Regions from separate parts of the Rattus norvegicus genome. Here region 1 is linked to region 2. The links are chromatin contacts, called in public Hi-C maps. All regions are on one chromosome and are shown on one strand. The core of a region is the stretch at or near the end of the contact, and the rest is flanking DNA. Distances in the headings are between cores, read along the strand shown.

Region 1 (4,366 bases), core at 125-2,624, 160 kb after region 2:
AGTGCTCTACCACTGAGCTAAATCCCCAACCCCGCTGGCCAGGTTTTATCTCATTCCATATTATCACTGTTGAAGATGTATTATTATTGTTTTAAATTTATTTTATGGGCTGGAGAGATGGCTCAGTGGTTAAGAGCACTGACTGCTCTTCCAGAGGTCCTGAGTTCAATTCCCAGCAACCACATGGTGGCTGACAACCATCTGTAATGGGATCTGATGCCCTCTTCTGGTGTGTCTGAAGACAGCAACATATACTCATATACAAAATAAATAAATAAATCTTTAAAAAATAACAAAAAGATATCTTTAAATTTATTTTATAAGCATTGGCATGAGTGTCAGATTCCCTGGAATTGGATTTACAGACATTTGTGAGCCGTCATGTTGGTGCCAGGAGTTGAACTGGGATCCTCTGGATGTGCACTCAGTGCTCTCAGCCACTGAGGCATCTCTCCAGACCCACAGATACATTATTTAAGACTTTACCTTACTTTTTCACATTTAGTCTTGGCATTTGTATGTGTCTTCAGATCCAGTTTGTGACCTCTGCTCTGAGTCTTTAAGTCTCAGAGTATTGGTCTGGGGACAATCCAGCGATCCTTTTTTGCAAGAAGCTGAGGAGAGTTTAGACCATGGTAGCAACTGCCCCTTGACATCCAAAACAGAGAGCCCTGGGCTAGAGACCTCTATTGGGGTTCTCCCTCCATAGCCTCTCAGATCCTAGAGTGTCTGACCCAACAGCCATAGAGAACTCCACTCCAGCCTCCAGCTTCCCCTACCTGTTCCCTTAAAGCCCCAGACCAGCGTCCTCTCTGCCACCAGATAGTAAAGACATCTGGTGCTCACTAGCGTTCCTTATGCTAAGGAAAAGCTAACAGGCTACATCCTGACAGGGTAAGCCTGAAAAAAAAAACAAAAAAAACACAGAATCCTAAGCTGGTGATTCAAGGGGAGTCTGACCCAGCAGGGATGACTTTCCCTGAAGGCCAGCTCTTCCAGCCTGCAGATAGGATTTTTCTCTCACGCAGCTCCGCTCACCAGCCACAGCGGCCCACAGCAGGTTAAACATTCTACTGTGGGCTCCGCCTCCGCTAGACGATCGCCGGAATCTGACCGAGTCCCCGCCTCTGGCCCCGCCTCCTGCTCGCGCCTCCGCCTTCCTTGACCTTCAGCCACACCTCCCGGCCCACACTCCACGTCCTGCCCTCAGACTCTAGACCAGCTCTTTACAGGGTGACAACTTGTGGCCCCGCCCCCGAGGTTACAGGAGTGGGGGCGATGCTGGAGAAGCAACTGGGTGCTTTGGCCTGCGAGCGGATCCGAACGGACGGAAGTCGGCCGGGTGGGACACAGAGGGATAGGCGTGCAAAGCCGTTTCCGGTGGCTAGATTGTTGGCGGGTCCCTGACGCGTCCCGGCCGGTGAGTTGCAGTTGCTTTTCTTGTTGTCAGGACAAGGGGCACTTGCCTCTCCCTCCCCAAAAGAGATGGTAGGCGCAGGCGGCTCGGTGCTGTTGTGAGTGCCTGGTGGGCGACTTGGTCCCAGTGGATGCGGGTTGAATAGCCGAGCACCCCAGCCCCTCTAGCCTGCTCCCGAGCTCCAGGGTCGGGCCTGAGTAAGGTTGCTTCCCTCCAGGCCTGGGTCTGGCTGCGGCCTCCCTAGTTCCTTGAGTAATCACTTTCTGGGACCATCTCTCACCTCTGCACCTGAATGACCTGGAGTCGGTGACAAGAGGCTGACAGTGTTGTCACGGTTGTGGACTCAGATGGCACCTCAGGATTTGCCCTTCTGTATCTGAGACCGCGATTTCCCATTGGCTGTCAAAATGCTGAGGTCTGAGAGGGGAACCCTTTTTTTTTTTTTCCGGAGCTGGGGACCGAACCCAGGGTCTTGCGCTTCCTAGGCAAGCGCTCTACCACTGAGCTAAATCCCCAACCCCGGTAACCCTTTTCTAATGTTCACTGCTACTTGGGCTAGCCAGTGGCCAGATACCTGGGCCAAAAGCCAGCTAGGAAGCCAGCTTCCTCCCTCCCATTTTGACCTCCCTGTTAGGTGTTTGTGTGTGCCAGGAGGGGCCTCAGAGCTTTGGTCCTCTGTTGATGTCATTCTTGTGACTTTGGGCATCTATAGCCTGTTCTGGAATTTAGGTACGCGGGTACAGGGATTCTGTTTTTCCTTCTGAAGAAAAAAATGTTTTTTTCTGGCCCTGCCTGCTACTGCCTCCAGTTAACTCTACTGCCCTCGCCCACTCTGGTTCACAGACTGCCACACTTTGGTCTATTTTAAGGTCCTAAAGTGCATTTCATACCTTGACCACCACCTTGGCCTAAGTCCCCGGGGAAGGCATCCTTTAAACTTTACCAGAGTTTCTCATTAAACACATTCCTAGTCCCCGTACTTCAGCCCTATCATGGATGTGATTTTTTTTTTCTTTTTCTTTTTTCTTTTTTTCGGAGCTGGGGACCGAACGAACCCAGGGCCTTGTGCTCGCTAGGCAAGCGCTCTACCGCTGAGCTAAATCCCCAGCCCACTGGATGTGATTTTATATGTGGTTATTTGTCTTTTCTACCGATGTCCCATGAAGGCAAAGTTCCTGTAAATTCAGTTGTCTCCCTCATTGTTCAGTTGTGGCCTATGGCAGCCACTCACTCATTCATTCATTCATTCATTCATTCTTGGTTTATCAAGACAGGGTTTCTCTGAGTAGTCTTAGCTGTCCTGGAGCTCATTCTGTGGACCAGGCTGGCTTCGAACTCAGAGACTAAAGGTGTGTTTCAACACCCCCCACCCCAGCAGCCGTACATCATGGCTCAAGCCCTCACTCCCACACAGACAGGTGGCTCAGGATCTGATACTCAAATGTCAGTGCTGCCTTTGCCCAGTCTGGTGTGTCTGTATGTCTGGCATGGGTGGAAAAGAAACAGGGGGTTCACCCTGGGAATTGGGGGACTTCCTCCACTCTGACCTCTGATCTTTTCATAATTTCTCACAGGTGTCTGAGTCAAGACCAGCGGGTCCCACCCTCCCCATCTCATGGTAGGAAGCCTAGCTGCCTGTGTCCCCTCTCTACTACTGTTAAGCCCCCACTTCCTACTTTGAGGATCTATCCTTTCCCCTGGGCCTGATCACGCATCTAGCTGTGACCCTCATTGTGGCTTCTGCCAGGCTCAGCCCCTGCCTGTTCAGTGGGAGGAGCGTAAGGTCACTCCCTTGGATTAAGTCCCTTCTTTTCTTCTAAGATTTAGGAGCCAAAAGGATCCCCATGACTCTAATTCAATCTCATGGGTCACCTGCTTGAGATATAATATATTCTAGGGCCATAGAAGAGCTGGCACCTAGGGGTATCTGGGATGCTGTGTGTGTCCTTTCAGGAGACGGTGACATTTGGCGACGTGGCTGTGCACTTCTCTCGGGAAGAGTGGCAATGTCTGGATTCCGGTCAGAGGGCCCTCTACAGGGAGGTGATGCTGGAGAACCACAGCAGTGTGGCTGGGCTAGGTGAGGCTACTCCTCGGGGTCGTTACACACACTACACTTGTCAGAGACGGAGTGTGGATGCTAACTGTTTGGGCCTTAGGGGCTAAACTTTGAATCTGAGTGTCCAGGCTAGCTCCCGACGTTACACAACGTTACCCAGCTAGGTAAGGAGTAGGCTAGACAAGTGGACTTCTGGGAACCAGTCAAACCTGTTTCTCCCACACTATCAAATTATCAGGTGGGAAATGGAACCCACAGTTGAAATAGCTTAAACAAAACACAGGAAAAAAAAAAAAAGGAAAAAGATCTTGTTATTGTGAGGAATCTCCAGGGAAAACTGTTCTGGAACCAGTGTAGGGTGACACCTGAGTCATTTCCTTCCGTCTGCCCTGCCATCTGACAACTCCCGTTCCTGCTGCCTTCCCTGCAGGCTGCTCTGGCACACACAGCTGTGTATTTTGTTTCAGCTTTGTGGTAGAATGGTATGTCTTACTCCATGGGTGCTGTGCATCCCACCTCCTACTGAGCCCCCTTCAGAGCTGACCCCACATCATGGTGGTATCTACAACAGGAGAGTGTCCTGAGTTCTTGAGAGGGTGCCTGAGCTGATGGGCCAGGAGGAGCGGAGGTGGGGATGGGGTGTAGTCGGTTTATCAGGTACCTCTCTCAGCATTAGAGCAGGCCTATAACTGTCCATCCAGTCCAGCCTGACATCCAGTTCTGTGATGTTTTATCAGCAGAGTGTAATAAAGCCCGGAGGACTCGCAGCTCAATGGTCGAGCCATGTTCTCTCACATATAAAGCTCTGTGGTCAGTACCTAGCACCACAGTGAGCAAAAAGGAGAAAAAAAAAATCAAACGAACCCAACAGGCATGATGGTACACACCTT
Region 2 (3,778 bases), core at 761-3,260:
GAAGGGGATTTGGGGAGACATGGTGCTCAATGCATAGCTTGGTGTGGTCCATAATCCTCCTGTTGTAGGGACAGAGGTGGGTAGAAAGCTCACCAAGAGTTAGGCTTTTCTTGGGGGTTAACTCATACATTTTATTTCCTTTTGGGGAGGGTCTACTGTTTCTCTGGTTGGCCCAGAGATGTCTGTCTGCCTCTGGGTGCTGAGATTAAAGGCCTATGGCACTATGTCTAGCTTACTTCCTGTTCTCTCCTTTTCAAAAAATATTTTCTGTGCATGAGTGTTTTGCTTTGCATGTATGTGTGTGCATCTCATGCAAACCTGGGATCCTCAGAAGTCAGAAGAGGGCATCGGATCCCCTGGAACTGAATTTAGGATGGTTGTGAGCCACCATGTGGGTGCTGGGAATTCACCCCCAGCCCTACCCCAACTGAGACAGGGTCTCTTTCTATGTGTCCATGACTATCCTCAATCTCTGTGTAAAGCGGGCTGGCCTTGAACTCACAGAGATCCACCTGCCTCTGCCTCTCTAGTACTGGCATTAGAGACCTGAGCCTCCACACCTGATTGTTCCTTCTAATTTGTTGAGTCAGGGTCTTGCTATACTTGAACCTGAGACACTTGTAATCAAGCTCCCAAGTGGCAAGGTCACAGGGGGCGGCCCCATCACGCTTAGCTTTCTCAGGTAAGTTTTAGAGAACGGAGGGATAAGACAAACAGCAGGAAAAACAGTCCAGAGCCCATGCCTTGGCCCCAAAGCTGGTTCCAAACAGGTCTGTGTTTTTGGAGTAGATGAAGGTGTGTGTCCTGGCTGGGATGTGGGAGGAAACCTTAGGTCATCACTGGTTTTTAATTTTCTTCTTTCCTCCCGTCTGGGGATTGACCTCAGTTTCTCCCACACATCAAGCACAGGCTTAAGCACACAATATACCACTGAGTTCCTCTCCTATCATCACAACAGGGTATCTAGCTTTCTAAGTAGAATGTGGGAGCGGTGACCTCTGAAACTCTTAAGAAATGTGTTCTACAGTAGGTTAATGCATGTGCCTGGGAACTTAAGGACAGAAGGACTAGGGTCTAGTTCTAGCCACAATGGGCTCAGTTTTAACGGAGCTACCCGAAGCTGAGAAACCTGTTTTTTGAGGTTAAAGAAAATAGGACCAAGGGCGCACTGTTCTCAAGTGTCCAGGCTCATTTGGCAAGCTTTAGTGTTTTAATACCTGCTTATTCACCAGGTCTTCTTTGCTCTGAGTCAAGTTGAACTGTACTAAGTGGCCTTGGTGTTTGTCTCAATTTTGCACCAATTGGAAGTCACATGATCATTTAAAGTCAAAAGAGATGAAGCAGTACAGCAGTAAAGTTTTAATGGAATAGCTTTGGCGCAGGCAAAGGCAGCTCCTAGATATCTCAGGGCATGTGGAGCCCCAAGAAGTGGGGACGTTTGCTAGGTTTCTGGGTTTTATTTCCTGGTGCACGAATGGTTGGTCCCTGGCTCCAGGCCTCGCGCATCTGTTCAGCCTTCAGTAGCAAAGCCTTGATCTGTGCATTAGGGATCAGAGCTGCTGCTTATGCAGAAGCCCAGATGTGCATCAGTGCAAGATAGTCATGACAGGAATAAGGGCCCCTTACTAGACAAGCCCAAAAATCCTTTTATCAGGACATGATCCTCTAATCCTGGGCAGACGTGGGGTGTCGGTCTCCTGGGTGGCTATCTAGGGGGGAAGAAGGTGGAGAGGAGCCCTGTGTTCTCTGTCAGGCCCAGCTGAGGTCTCTGGCAGCCCTTGCGATCCGGCGCTTTTAACCAGCACTACCTCCCTTAACCGCCCCCTCCCGTTCCAGTGGGTCCGAGCCTGCTCATTGAGGGTGTGGTTTCCACCCCTTCCCATTGCCAGATCCTATGACCTTTTCTTGGTGCAGCAGTCAGAACCTAGAGGGTTCCGATCCCGCCCCCAAGCTCGGTGACCTTGGGCCAGGATCTCCCCCCCTCCCCGCCCCCTCACCTGCTCCAGTGGCGAGCGACTCCCCGCGGCGCTTGCGGCTGCAAGACTGGAGAAGCGGCGGGAGGGGGGGTGGATGTTGGGGTGGGCGCGCACGCGCACCGGCTCACGCGCGCCTTGCGCCTACTGCCTGACGTGACCGGCGCAGGCCAATCCGTGGTATGCAAAGCCGGTGCAAGGGTTAGAGGTGGCCGAGAAAGGATCTTTGTAGGGACAGAGGATAGCAGGGCTGCGCCAGAACCTTGGACAGCGCCAACCTACAGTCGCCCAGGGCTCACCTATGCGCGCGCGCACGCGAATGCACTCAGTCACCGTGCAGGTGACAGTGGACATCTAGGTTAACCTGGAGTTCTGAAGCCGAGAGGGGTAACCTGCGAATACTACAAAACCCAGTGTTTGCCCTAACCCTCCCCACACAGCCCCAGCCAGAGTCTCAGGGGGGCGGGGCAGCGAGCAGCAGCGGGGCCAGATCCATAGTTAGGGCGATACGCCGACCTTGCCACTGTACGTGAGAGGGGACCGTGGGTGAGTTAGGTCCATACTCGAAGCAAGCGCTGAGCTCGAAGGCCAGGGCCGAGCGCACTAGACCCACGCCGCCTGCCCGCTCCGGTGCTGGGTGGTACAGGCGCCCATTGGCCGCCAGGGGTAGCAAGCGAGCGGGCTCGAAGGGTATGGCCAGTGCCTCGCCGCCGCCGCAGTAGGAGAGACGAGGTGACTCGCTGTCGGAAGCCAGGAGGTGCGTGAAGACCACTGGCCGGTCTTCACAGCGCAGGAAGTTACGCTCTCTGCCACAAAGCGAGAGGAAAGGGAAGGAAGCCTCGTAGCGCCCGCTGTGGTTGGGTCTCAGACGGGAGAAGAAAGTGACCAGGAATTGCAGGTCTGTGGGAACAAAAGGCACGGACTGATCACGCTCGGTGACCAAGCTTCCCAGACACGCTCCTTTTCCTGGGCACACCAGCACTGGCATGAGCTAGCCTCCCACCCCCTTTGTGGATGGGGGCTTCCCTCAGAGTCGGGGTAGAGATAAGGGAGCAGTGCAGTAAGCAATACCTTTGAAGCAGGTGATAAAGTTCTTCATTTTGGAGTCATCTAGGAAAAGCTGCAGACAGAAGGAACACAGTGGACTGTAAGTCCTGGCAAGAAAGCCCGAAGGCCGGTGGTGTTTGCTGTCCTTGCTTTTCTGTGTGATTTGTTCGGGGCGGGGGCATGTGAAAGGGCCCTGCGGACTTTCTACAGACAGGTTTTCAGCATTGCAGCCCCCACCCCTTTTTCTACAGCAGACTTGACGGCCCTTTGTCACTAGCAATCACGAGCACTTGGCTCTAGGATTGGTGCTAGGACAGACTAGTGTGGGCGGGACTGCGATGCCGTGTAAGCAGCTGGCCCGGAATTTCCGGCTTCCAGCCTAGGCTTTGAACCCAAATCTACACGTAACACCTAACCCAGGTCTCGTCCCTAGAACCATTCCCCACCCGGTGCCCATTCCGCTGCTCCCCCGGGACTCCTCCCTCTGTCACTCGCCAGGCACACCTGGCCTTGGTGATCCACATAGTAGAAATACTCGCGGGTTCTGGGCTCCGGACTTTGGCCCTGTGTGTAGGAGACACGTTCGTTCCCACTGCAGGCCCGAGCTCTCTGCGACCTCGCCAAGACTAGAGCCAAGTTACGCATTGCCCCGCAAGGCGGCCACATCCTTTCACACCGGAAACAGATCACACAGTGCTGTGCTTGGGGTTTTGGGTTCCGCCGGCAGCACGTGCTCGGTGGGGCGGAGCTGTCTGACC

What was found. A called contact is a pair of places that touch in the nucleus more often than the background predicts.
Region 1: a Hi-C map of liver shows a contact between it and region 2, with 3 times the contacts expected there. The contact joins the promoter of Zfp7 here to the promoter of Lrrc24 in region 2. A contact is called at or near these places in 1 of 12 Hi-C or Micro-C datasets (liver) and 1 of 1 datasets of contacts at active chromatin or transcription factors (oligodendrocytes).

What each region holds. Positions count from the first base shown.
Region 1 is chr7:110,487,004-110,491,369 of GRCr8, forward strand. Zfp7 (zinc finger protein 7) reads left to right here and starts at 1,375. Exons shown (of 5, transcript NM_001401065.1): 1 at 1,375-1,420; 2 at 2,992-3,035; 3 at 3,371-3,497. The coding sequence starts at 3,033.
Region 2 is chr7:110,323,064-110,326,841 of GRCr8, forward strand. It overlaps Lrrc24 (leucine rich repeat containing 24), which reads right to left and starts at 2,011. Exons shown (of 7, transcript NM_001135896.1): 1 at 1,998-2,011. It overlaps C7h8orf82 (similar to human chromosome 8 open reading frame 82), which reads right to left and starts at 3,689. Exons shown (of 3, transcript NM_001007751.1): 1 at 3,525-3,689; 2 at 3,045-3,093; 3 at 1,345-2,873. The coding sequence starts at 3,686. The coding sequence ends at 2,428.